Linked DNA regions of Mus musculus: region 1 is linked to region 2. The links are chromatin contacts, called in public Hi-C maps. All regions are on one chromosome and are shown on one strand. Each heading gives the region's core, a stretch centred on a gene start, on an enhancer-like site or on the middle of the called end of the contact. The rest is flanking DNA. Distances are from core to core; before and after follow the strand shown.

Evidence for each region. Hi-C and Micro-C count contacts between places; a contact is called where the count stands out from the background.
Region 1: a contact with region 2 is called in a Hi-C map of the CH12 cell line, with 2.6 times the contacts expected there. The contact joins two enhancer-like sites. A contact is called at or near these places in 18 of 484 Hi-C or Micro-C datasets (the CH12 cell line, the HL-1 cell line, Sertoli cells and 11 more) and 9 of 115 datasets of contacts at active chromatin or transcription factors (DN3 thymocytes, T-cell acute lymphoblastic leukemia, Th17 cells and 6 more).

Annotation. Positions count from the first base shown.
Region 1 is chr15:94,202,502-94,209,229 of GRCm38.p6, reverse strand. No RefSeq gene overlaps it. Among named protein-coding and RNA genes, the nearest start is that of D630010B17Rik, 41 kb to the left of the region's middle. Within about 2 kb of position 3,344, at least 9 of the 459 cell types and tissues checked have an H3K27ac peak or open chromatin away from gene starts, as enhancers often do. A contact at or near this core is called in the CH12 cell line, where this site is marked.
Region 2 is chr15:93,715,186-93,721,683 of GRCm38.p6, reverse strand. The region is part of intron 1 of Gm30339 (a long non-coding RNA gene); the gene reads right to left. Among named protein-coding and RNA genes, the nearest start is that of Gm41386, 5.7 kb to the right of the region's middle. Within about 2 kb of position 4,858, at least 3 of the 459 cell types and tissues checked have an H3K27ac peak or open chromatin away from gene starts, as enhancers often do. A contact at or near this core is called in the CH12 cell line, where this site is marked.

The DNA of each region.
Region 1 (6,728 bases), core at 2,095-4,594, 490 kb before region 2:
TATTTCCATCGTTAATGTTTGAAATGTCCACAGGCCCTTTCTGATTGGGACAGCGTAGTTCAGGCACTCTCCCGTCACACTAACCATTAATAAGAAAATATGTGCATCTCAAAAGCTAGAAAACCCTATTATGGTTAGTTTTGTCAACTTGTTATGAGAGTCATCTGGGAACAGGGAACCTCAACTGAGAAAATGCCTCCATCAAATTGGCTCATGAAAAAGTTTGTAGTCCTCTTCCTTAATTAATGATTGATGTGGGAAGGCCCAGGCCTGATGGAGGTGCCACCTCTGGTCCTGTAGAATATGGAAGTGAATGAGTAAGTCGCAGGGAGCAAGGCAGTCAGAAGAGTTCCTCCATGATCTCTCCTGATTCCTTCAGGCCCTGCCTCCAAGGTTTCTGCCCTGACTTCTCTTCATATTGGACTACAACTGTAAATTGCAATAAGCCCATTTCCTCCCCAAGTCAATGATGGTAGTGTTTGTATTAGAGCAACAAAAAGCAAACTTAGAGACACACCTCGAGTCCTCCACCCACTCCTATTGTTCATACCCTGGCTGGAAGTGCACAGAGCAGGGACTGGGCAAAATCCCAAAAGAGACTCCAGTGCTGGACTGGAAAAGAGTAGAAATGTCAACTATGTTAGGCACCACAGATTTCTCTGCAAAAATGATTCAAACTGGTATTTAGTCAACAAAAGTTAAATTTGCATGCAAAAGGAAAATGTTATGTTTGGTTTATCAGAGAAAAGGTTGTTTATTTGGAGAAAATGCTGTGGGTTTTTTATTTTTTTAATTCTTTTAGAAGTATGTAGATTATAGTTTGGAAGAAATGGATTTACCAGCATATTAGCTGTGGATTGTAGTCATGCTATTTGCCGTTTCTGAGATTCAATTTCTTTTTGGTAAAGCATAAGAGATATTGTATGAATTTTAGAGTTCTAGGAAGGAAATCCATCAATTTGAAGTGTGTCAAGTGGGGGTGACATGTAATGGGGAGAATTAATCTTAGGTCCATCATTACCTCACTGTCTTATATCCACTGACTCTACCTTTCCTTCCACCTTCCTGCAAATGAGCAGCTATTATTAATACAAATGGGCCAGCGTTAGGGTGTTCAGGTTTCAAAAACTGCCTGCTCATACCCATCTAGCTTCCACCCACACCATGCTAGCAGATAGAAACCTGGGATACAGTTCAGCATCACCCAGAGAAGAGCCTAAAACTTTGATACCCAGCCTTCAACCTTACACAAATTAAGTTGGAACTTGAGACCCTTGGTGACCCGAGGGTATATCAATGTCTATACAAAGTTGACAGCCATTTTTTTTACATTGTCTGATTCTTTTGTCACCTGATTCAGATGTTAGTGGTGAACTGTGGTATTCATAGTTATGCCTATAGTAGTCAATTCTCTCACTTTTCTGGGGTTTGATACCTTGGACATTTGCTGAGTGAGGAGAGACCACTCCTGCCAGGACCTAGAAATAGCAAAGACCTTGGCCTGTGGGCATCTTTCAACTTCACTGACAAAGTCACATTCTATACCCAGACATGTGCTTTATCAGAATGTTAGGGCTGAGTTTTGGCAGCAGAGGACAGCCCCATGCCTTAACAACAAACCCCATTTAAAGTATCCAGCCATAAGTCTGCTTGCCCACCTTGTATACAGAAATGTTTTGCTTCTCCATTGGCCTCCAGCTGTTCAGGGTTGTCTCCCTAGGTGACCTTTAATGCTGTCCCCATGCCCCCCCAGGTGGTCTCTGCGTTGTGCCCTATGTCCCACAGGTGGTCCCAACAGGCTGAGCCCATGTCTCCTCAGGCGGGGTCTCTGTGGTGCTCCTGAACTAACTTTTTCAGGAACCATCATTCCTTGAGCTGTTGCTTCATTATACTTTGAGTTTTCTATGGACACAATCTTTTAAAATTGTTTGTGCCAAGCCAACTATGGCTTGGGGAAGGTACTACATACAGTTCACATTTTCTTACTTAATCACTTAACCAGCTAGTACCAAGTATACCAAGCTAAATACTGGTTAAGTGATTAAATTTAAGACCTGGTGATTTAGATTATCATTGCATTAAACTCTTAATAATTCACCAGATAAGACTTAAGCCTGACTTAAACAGCGTGAATTGTAGCTTTTAGTAGTTCTTCAGGAAAATGTATATAGGGTGCTGTGAGAGACTATTATAGCGTTTCCCAGACCAATCCTGCCCAGTCTCCTGATACATCTTACATTTACTGTCCTTAACAAAAGAACCTCAAGCAGGGTTATGATTTGATATTTTAATGGTCTTTTTCAGACAGGTTCTCACCTGCTTATAAAATCAACATAGACAGTATTCAAGGCCAAGAGCAGGTTAAAACCTAAGTCACCTCGTTATTACCTTTACTGGGGGTAGACATAAAGTCCAGAACCCAGTGACCTCATTAGCTCCCTGTTTCCTTGACTCCAGTTGAGTAGCCAGGGAAGCCTTAATGAGGCGACTGAGTTCTTATCCACGTTGGCTCTGGCAAGGGACAGAATCTAAGGCAGCTTAGGACATGTGAAGAAATCCCCAACAGAGATCGTAAACCACACCAGCCAAGGACTGAAATGACTCAGACTCGAGCACCAGGGCTTACTTTCTACCGTGGATCACACTTAGGCAAATGTCTGGCTGGCTGTCGTTTCACTCCAAAGCATCGTCCCTCTGTAGAGATGTCATCATTGCCATCACTTAATAGATGGAGAAACTGAGCCTTGGAATGGGCAGGTAACTTGTTGAAGGTCATATGGCCAATAACCGGCAGAAAATGTCATTCTCCCTTTAGAGGCAGCCGCTACTGAGTGCCCCCTTCTCTCCCTTAGAAGGTTGTCGCGTGAACACGCCCAGGTGATTCTGAGCGCAGTGGGGGAGGGGAAGTCCTGATCCTTGGCTGGGGGTCATGATCTGTATGAGCGTCATGATAGAGCGCTGTACTGTCACTTGAAGGCTAACCAGAATGAACGAGTTGAAACGTTTTGAGTGCAGAGCGAGTAATTGGGGTATTTCTCTGAAGCGGTTACCTCAGCCTCCTACTGCATAAATAAATGGCTGTGTATACATGCTTCTACCTGTGCGCATGCGGAATCTGGATGAACGTGGATTCTTCCATGTGGTTATGGGTTCAAAAGCATTTGAAACGGAGTTAGCTCTGAGGTAACTCTTGCAGAGGACTCAAGTTCTACTTGCAGCCCCCAGGTCAGGTGACTCCCAAATGCCTGTAATTCCAGCTCCAGGGAGATTCAAAGCCTCTGGCCTCTGCAGGCACCAACGCTCCCATGAACAGTCTCCCTCCACCACACACACATAATTAAAAACAATCAAACACATCTTTTTTTAAAAAAAGTACTTATCTAGGGGTTATGGCTTGGCAGTAGGGGCCTGTGAAGAGCACGCAGCTCTCTTGGAGAGAAACCCCGTGTTTTTGGAAGCAACATCTAAACAGTTGTTTCTTCTCAGAGTCCCTTTGCCTAGGACTGAGGAGGCAGTGAGCGCAGGGAGGGCAGAGGCTACAGCGAATAGGAACTGTTCTATCAGGAGAGAATGCCCCACGCGCCCCTCTTTGACCCCTGGAAATCCCCGCAGCTTTGGCTCTCTGCTGATGGCACTGGAGGCTACCAGAAAAAAAAAAAAAAACCCAAAAACCCAAAACACAGTTCATGTGAAGACATGCGGCTTGATTGTGACATGGTAAACCTAGGGTAGTTTGCATGAAGCAGACTTGTTGTTAGAGCGCTTCTAATCCTCTCCTGGAGACAGATGGACTAGGTGCTTCCTTGTTTTTGCAGCTGCTGCTGATTCTGGTTTGAACCAAACTGCTCTCAGCTGTGAACCTGGCGCATCTATAATTTTTAATAGTTATGAAACTCACGTGATGCAAGAAGGTCTCTGAAGCTCTGAAGTGTTGCAGCCCCCCCCTTTTTTTTTTCTTTTTTTTTTTTTTTTCACGAGCCATAATTTTTTTCATACTTATTAGAAGACAGGTCCGTTTGAGTTGTACTTTGGAGGTTTTTTTTTGTTTTTTGTTTTTGTTTTTGTTTTGTTTTTGTTTTGTTTTGTTTTGTTTTGTTTTAATTGTCCCCGTTTAACGGAGGCAAAGCTGAGCTGGCATTACCTGGCATATGAGCCCACACCGGCAAACCCGAGGTTAACAAAACAAGGAACAAATGGTTTTTGTTTACTGCTGCCTAGAAGACAAGAGAAAACTTAAAAGGATTGAACGTCATGTTGGCCAAAAACCATCATGTTTTCCCAGAGGCTCTCTTATCTATGGCTTGCTCTATGTTAGCATACACATATGTGCCCCCAACTGTCTACACATGCCGTTTCACTTAGTTGTTGGATTAATACTGATGACATGAATATATTTCTCTTTCTCCAAAAAAGCCTCTACTTGTGAACTAGGTACCGATCACATCCCCATTCTCAGTGGTAAGATAGCCAGGCATCTCTATACTCTGAAATGGTTCTTGAACTCAACTTTGTTAAGGATTACAGAGATCCAAGCCCAGTGGTCTCTGCCCAGACCCTTTCTGACTGTAGCATGGAAGATGCTGTCACAGAATCACTGGAGTCCACTTACCTATGACACTCAAGGTCCGATGTTTTGACTTGCAGGTCTGTTTGTGGGTTGGCTGGAGACTCATGAGGGATGGAATACGGGTTGACAGGGGATGAAGTATCTCAGTATCTAATGAAACATAGAACCCTAAGAAAACCTAGTAGTTAAGACAAGTAATATTTAGTTACACACAACAAATTAAATTCCCTTACTCACTAAGGTGAGATTCCTTAGTGTCTTTTCTGCTGGTTCTTGCTTTGATCTCACGTAGCCGTGAGTGATGAAAATCCAAAATGGAATAAAAAAGTTCAAAGCAGCAATTATTTCTCTGTTACAAAAATATGTGTCAAAACAAACCGAAGATTTAATTTTTTTTTATCAAAATTTAATGTGTCAAGCTATGTCATAGCAGACACAATGGTGAGGAATGCCTGATATCAGCGCCTGGACAGAGCCAGGACTGTATCTTTCTGCAGTCGCTACTATATGAAATAAGCATGGCCTAGGAAGGAAAGGAGAAGAAAAAGGACCCTGCCTGTTCCTCAATGCTTATTTCACAAAGCCCAGTGACACTTCATTTTCACAGCCAGCCTGTCCTTTGATACGTGATCTTATAAAATGTATTAAGTTGATTATGGCCTAAGTTTTAATTAGATGGAATTCATCGGCATCAAAACCTTTACAAATAATTCCCCGGCTTCCTGTGAGCACTGCCAATATTATAATTGTCCACACATCCAAACTCTATGAAAATGTTCTCATTGAGAATTCTATTTGCTCTTCTTTACAACTGGAAACAAAGACACAACCATTAAATTAAACGGAATGGAATTTGCTATTAGAAATAAAACTTAAAAAAAAAAAAAAACAAAAAAACAAAAGGCCCTGAATCAGTCTGTGATGCCAGGAATTCAGCACAGAAGAAGGTAACTGTGTGTGTGTTTATGGTAAGAAGTGCACACAGTTGCATGCTTCTGTTGAAGTGGACCTTGTAAATCTCAGCCTCATGCCTTATCCTTAACATCTACATTCTATGCATAACTTAGATATAGTGTTTACTATACAGTGTTTTATTTGCCTGTATATTTCTTTGATTCTCAGATTTCTTGATGAGAGAGACAGAACCTTATTGGTATTTGTATTTGGTCTATGGTACAAGATAGGTACTCAAATAATAGATAGGTATCTTTTAGTGTGTTAATTTGCTCACACCAAAACACAAGTATGTAATACACATTGTATGTAAATGTATAGGCAGGTGCATGCCTGTGTATGTATAAACATAATACCCTGACATTTCTAAATAAGATATTTTGATATACTTAGTGATGGGGGTTTCTATGAAGGGCATTATTCTACCAGAAATTCCTGTGAGCACCTGTTTCACTTTCTTAATGAGAACAGTAGCCAATGGTCTGGAGGTGTAGAGGCAAGCAGGAACCTCCCCAGAGAACACTAAGCAGAGTGCCTCTTTGACGGGAAGCTCTGGTGATTCTGAGTCTGGAGAGTGGCCGCTCTGGAATGCATGAGGCTACCATGAAGGAAAGCAATGTGTGACTTCCAGGTTTATGAGGTCACAGCCTGGCATCTGAGCTAAAAGTGTTGAGGGCTTAAGATGCTCTTCGGAGCACACAAGTGGGTTTGCAGTTAGTGTGCAGGGGTCCTTCCTAGCCGTGGACACGCACTGCACACATGCATCACAAACATGCACACACACACACACACACACACACACACACACACACACTACAAGTGCATTACATGCATGCACAAACACATACACACACACACACGACAAGTGCATTACACACACACACACAAACAAGTGCATTACACACACACACACAAGTGCATTACACACATGCACACACACACATACACACATGCGCTATCTGTCAAGTCTTTCAGATGAAACAGCACCTGATAATGTGAATGTTGGGATGGGGGCTCTCAGATCGGTGTGTTCCTGTTGTAGCACAGAGCAAGAGTCCTTGACAACAGTTTCCAGAGAGCTTGGCCAATTAAGATGGAAGTAGAACACCCGACTTCTAGCTAATAGGAGCAAGGAAATGTATTGCAGTAAAAGGGGTGAGAGAGGCTGTGTAGTAACCTGTGGGAAGCCACATGTGCCGTTGCAGGG
Region 2 (6,498 bases), core at 3,609-6,108:
AAGTGTTATTCTAATGACCCTTCCTCTATATGTTAGTTAGTTTTGTTCCCTGGAAGATTTTAATATTTTTTTCTGCTGTTTGTTTAGTGTTTTGATGATTACAGGATGTGCGGAATTTTCTTTCTGTTCCTGTCTATTTGGCGTTCTGGGAAACAACTGACTGTGGGGTACCCAGCCCCAAATTCTATATCTATTAAAAAAAATCCCTACAACTAAGGCTCAAGGACCATCACAGAAGAGGAGGTAGAAAGATGAATGAAAGGACCAAGACTTCTGTCATGAGAATGTCTTCTATATATGACAGAGAAACTGTACCCATGAGCACTCAACAATGTGTTTTCCTAAGCAAGATCAAAACAGTGACAATACCAGTTGACTTGCCAACATAGACGGTACAAATTTCACAAGGCCCAACCACTAGGTGAACAGGCAATGAATAACTGTTGAGGGAGGAGAATCAGTCTTCTCTAGGGGTGAGATTCCATACAGGTTATTCAGTCCCACGAGATCAACCCTAAGCACATGTACATATAGGCAACACTAAATGAATACAGCAGATTATATATATAATGTATATGTAACAATATACATGCATGAATACATGTAATTATGTGTGTATACATGTAACAACAATACTTAAAGAATAAGAGACCATGAATTCAAAAGGGGGTGGGAGGATGTGGCAGGGGCTGGGGAGGGTAGAAAGAGGGAACTGATATAAATATAGTATCCATAAGTGAAATTATCAAAAATTAATTTTTAAAAAATATATCAAAGATACAATATCATTTATTCTGAAGAATGATGGTAGGACAATGTCTTTGTTTTCTGTAAGCCATTGTTCCTCTAAGGGAAGAAGAGTTTCTGTGTACAGTAAACCTACTACATCTGTACCCCTACGACAAGCCGATGCCAGGCTTCATCCCTGCCTGACTTCCAGGGCTGAACCCTCCTAGCAAGAGGAGCTCTCTACAGCTGTCTCTACGGTCTCTAAGCAACAATCCCAAGTTCTTCTCTTCAGCTTCATGTTTTTATCAGTCTGGTCATATCATTTCTTATCAGTGGATCTTCCCACTCCTGTACAGGAAAGCAGGCAAAGTTGCCGGAGGGGAGGTCTATTTTCCAACTAAAATCCCCAGAAGAGAGGCAAGGGATGGAGTTCGACTGCAACTGCATTTAGTTGCCATACACAAGTCCTTGGGCTCAACACCATTCCATGAACAATCTATGCCTAGCTTCTGTGCCTCTAAAACCCTTGCTGGAATGTGAATGCACAAACAAAGTTTACCAGGTATTAAAGATGTTTGAACACTATCCAGAAAGGTGGGTGGTGCCGCCATAAGAGAGGCTACCTCATTCACTGTCTAGGTTCCCTCGGGCAAGTTTCTTATTCTCCGTAGGTCCCAGGGGTTTCTTTTATCCATTAAGTTAGTATCAAAATACCTATCTCAAATGGCATATTAAAATGAAATAGTTCATATAAAAGGCTCTGGCACCCGGAAAGTGAAAACAAACAACACCGCTCTCCCCCATCCTTGAAGGGTATTGAGGGGAGAGAGAGGAGAGAGAGGAGAGAGGGGAGAGAGGGGAGAGAGGGGAGAGAGAGGGGAGAGAGGGGAGAGAGAGGGGATAGAGGGGAGAGAGAGGGGAGAGACACTGTTAATGCTCATGGACCAACTCAGTACAAAAACAGTGTCTTCAAAAATACTTATGCCATGCTTCCCCGGGGCTGGAATGTGTCAATGTTGATGTCCTGTTGGCTCACTCTTTTCCTTTTCTTTATCTGTATGAGTGTTTTATCTGTGTGTATGTCTGTGCACCATTTGTATGAAGTGTCTAAAGAGACATCAGATTCCTAGGACTGGAGCTGCAGGCAGCTTTAAAGCCCTATATTGGTGTCAGGAATCAAACTTGGCTCCTCTAGAAGAGAAGTCAGCCTTCTGAACTGCAAAGCCATCTCTCCAGCCTCTGTTGACCCAGTCTTGAGGAACCAAGGATGTGGCCTCCTAACTTTATTCCCAGATGAACAAACACAAAGTAAAATCAAATTAACTACACTGTAAAAGTGGGAAAGTTAAATATAGATATAGATATAGGTATAGATGTAGCTGTAGATAGAGATATATAATGCTTTGATCTTCAAATGGTGGCTGCCACATCTCAGGCAATCTGCTACATACCTTACATAATATATTTATTTGTAGATTGTTTTCAGTAGCCAGATACTTCCCTCCATGGTGAGAGTAGAGCGGAGCCAGGGAAATGACATCTGTCACCCTGTGTTAGCAGGGTCCTGCTGAAGAGCCAGGTGGCAACCATGTTGTTGTGTGACGTTTTAGGTGAGTGATTACATGTTGATCAATACCATGAGGACAGCTCTGTTGGAGCAGAGCGTGCAGCAATTGGAAGGACCCCTTCCTGGCAGAAGCACAGTTTAAGCTGAAGTCTACACAATAACAGGCAGCTAGAGTACCCAGATGCGGACAGCTCTGGTTAGGGAAATCAACCAGTTTTAAACTTGAGAAAGGGCAGAGCAGGCATTCAAAAAAAAAAAAAAAAAAACTGGGTCCAGAAAAAGAGAAGGAAGGACAATATGGGTTTAGTCTGCAGAGATCTTGAAGGCTCGAGATTTCTACCATGAAGGTCTGGAGTGTTATCCTTAAAGCAACAAGATGTCATTGAGTCAGGTAATCTATGGAATGCTACAGTATTTGGGGGCAAAGGGAATATCTTACCACAAGCACCCATGGGTCTACTATATAAGTCAAATTCATTATACCACTAAGCAAATTTTTCCTATGCCTGTCAGCTACAGAATTCAAAACTCCTCACAAGTGTGTCCATGCCAAACAAGCTAAACCTTTTATCCACATGTTCCTGCACATCTATGCAGAGCCAAACAGACACCATGTTCCACGTGCTATTCCAGTCAGCACATGGGGCCGGCAGAGATGGAAAACTTACTGAGGGTGCTCAGATAGAGCACTGCCTTCCATGTACACTCCCGTGAAGGACGCTTAATTTTGGCTTCGAAGGTTCTCGAGACAACTATGTCTGCACTGCTCAACGAAACAGTCTGAGAGTTCACATGATGAGAATAGAGCATTTCTCACCAATCCTAGACTGTGAAATGTACTTGAAAATAGAGCTCACTATAAAAATTAGCATATTATACCTGGCCCGTAGCAGCCATCCTGTTATAAAAGTTGTTTTAATTTTATTTATAACAAGGAGAATCTTGAAATGGTCTGGTGTGCTGGGATCCAGTTGTCTTGGGAAGTCTTAAGAAGGCACATGAAGTAGCAACAGGTTTTCTCGGCTCTCAGTGGCATGAGGGACGGACAACATAGAAAATCAGAGCACAGTTTATTACACAACTACTCGAAATAAAGTTTGGGATGGTGGGTGCTCAGGATAACATTTCCAGATGCAAAAAAATATCACTGAGAATCCATAATTCTGGAAAGTCTGTCATCATCCACCTGACACCCCAGGGATGACGAACACAGCCCACCATTTGCTGAGTGACACCTCCTTTGTTCTTCTTGTACACACACACACACACACACACACACACACACACACACACACGCACGCACGCGCACGCGCATACACACACACACACAAGCACACACGCACACACACACACACACAGGCACACGCACACGCACACGCACGCATGCCAGGGAGCAGTGGGAATACATGAACTCCACCCTCCCTCACCATTCTTGATATGCCAATTTTTTAAATGAGTTTAACTGAAAAGTTTTCCATTTTAGGAATTTCTAGACACTTTTCAGATTAGGCCAAATACCCCCCAAGCTTCTGGCAAAGTAAAATTAAGTAATCCTTGTTCTTTATCTCAGACAAACTTTTAGGATCCTGGAGCAAATATATAAAACACAAAAGAAGAGGTAGAAGGAAATATGTTTAATATTCAGGGTCCAATTCTTTCATGGTCATAATATGAGTTTCTATGAAAAACAGTTCATTTATAGATTAGCAGGTAACTGGCGTGTTATATACCCTTCTGTCTGCCTTTTAGCCAATATTTTCACTATAACCCTCAAGATATCACAAGAAATCGAGTGATAACATGAGAATAAATCTCCAAAATGCTTGTTATCTTGTCAAACTTCAACCAGATCAGAAACTGAAGCCCTTAGACCCAATAAGATTTCTGCCTAATCTGAGCAGGACATATTTGCATATTCTCCTAGTCCCATTATTATTTGCATACTCTCCTAGCCCCTTCTTTGCATACTCTCCTAGTCCCATATTTGCATACTCTCCTAGTCCCATTATTATTTGCATACTCTCCTAGCCCCTTCTTTGCATACTCTCCTAGTCCCATATTTGCATACTCTCCTAGTTCCATTATTATTTGCATACTCTCCTAGCCCCTTCTTTGCATACTCTCCTAGTCCCATATTTGCATACTCTCCTAGTTCCATTATTATTTGCATACTCTCCTAGCCCCTTCTTTGCATACTCTCCTAGTCCCTATTAGCCCATCTAATCAAGACCTTGACCTACATTATTTTTGGATTCAGAGATAAAGACTGCTTCACAAGAAATTTTAATAACTGAACTCCCAATGCTCTTATATTCCAAACACCACAGTTCAGTACAAAAAAAAAAAAAAAAAGCAGTAGATTTCAAGTCAAGAAAGCTGGGTTGGCAGCTTCGCTTCCACCAGGAGCTTGATTCTTCATCTTTGATAAGTGAAGGCTGGGGTTGAGTTTCCTCTGCCTTTCACAGTTCTCCCTATAACACAATGCACTCTGCTGGCCTCAGTACTCTGCGAGGTTTGCTTCCACATCCATCCTTGGTTCAATGGCAATGGTTTAACAAATACAGAGATGTATCTCTAACCGTCGTGCCCTCCTCCACCTTTAGTCCCTGGAGAGAGGAGTACACCACACATCGATATCTCCTGGGGGATTTGAACAATGCTTGATACTCAGGCTTTCCACAAATGTCTGTCAGATATGGAATAACCAAGAGCTCACGCACACATCTGTCTGGTTCAATAACAATTTCCTTTCTCTCTCTAAATTTCTCTGGCTGCCCATGACTCCTTATTCTTCAGGAGGTGTTAGAAAAACCCGAGTTGTGACTGGATAACAAGTTTTCCACTGACGAGGTAAGCACAACCTTCAGACAACCCCTTTAAGATGACTCGGTGGGTTAAAGTACTTGTGGGAGTAAGGGGTTCCGATCACCAGCACCTAAATAAATTCCTGTAATCGTAGGGCTGGGAGTGGGGAGAGACAAGCAGACTCCAGGGACTGCAGCCAGACAGGCCTATACGGCACAATCCAGGGTCAGTGAAACACTCAAAAGAATAAGGTGGAGAAGTGATTTTGGAAGACAGTCAGTCACTGTCCCCCACATATGTCTGCATGGGCAAGAATACACAAACACACGCACACACACACACACACACACACACACACACACACACACACGCTCGCGAGCACACCAGGGGTTGGTGGGAATATATGAAGCCCTCCCTGATCATTTAACAGAGCCTGGTTCTTAAATGAGCTGAGCTGAGGCTCTCACTCTCCAGAAAAATAAGTGTCTTGAGCCCACCCCTATCAAGATGGGATCTGTGTTCTCCATCTTGGACATTAGGAAGATCTTTGCTTAGAATAACAATGCCCAGGGCAAGTAATGCATTGTAACCTCCAAATTTCTTTACAAACAACAGTGTAGCTTCCACCTAACTCGCTAGACTCTCTAGAGCTAATTCCCTCTCCCTCTCCCCCTCCCCCTCCCTCTCCCTCTTCCCCTTCCCCTACCCCTACCCCTACCCCTCCTCCTTCCTGAAACCCCTGTTCTTAGAACTTAGTCACCATTTTGTGTGGAAACTCAAACCACATGCAGAAGCCATGTGGGAGGAGGCAAGCACCCAGTCCAGCTCTAAGTCCAGCCACAGAGCAGAGAGAAGCCCTTTTTCCCCAGCCCTATTCAAATTACAAATGCAGGAGCAAAAATACAACTGTGGTTGACCTTGTCCACCAGGTTTGGTGGTTTTACACAACAGGTGGCGGCAACAGACAGTGTTATGGAGACAAATGAGGTGGGTTAATGTTTGCCTCTCAATTGATTCCGAGTAAAACCCACACACTCAAGCACTTCAATTCTTAAAAAAAAATACTCGTGGATCTAAGGAGAGGCTCTTCCGGCTTTGTCTCTATCAGCCCTCCTGGATTTAAGCTCACCATCTGAAAACTGAATAATTATGTCTAATTTGCATAATTGGTGATGAGTGAGATAACTATTACAAAAGCATCGTGCATCGTAGGTCCTCAAAAGTGTTATCCCTGACCTCATAGCAAACAGGAGAAAACTTCTACCAAGTTATTGCAGGCAAAGTTAGTCACTGGTGCTCCTCCATGAAATCACACGCTCTGACGTTTCTCTTTCTCTTTTGCCCCACAAATCTCTTCGATTTCCACCTGGGTCTTACCTCACTCTATAACAAGGCTA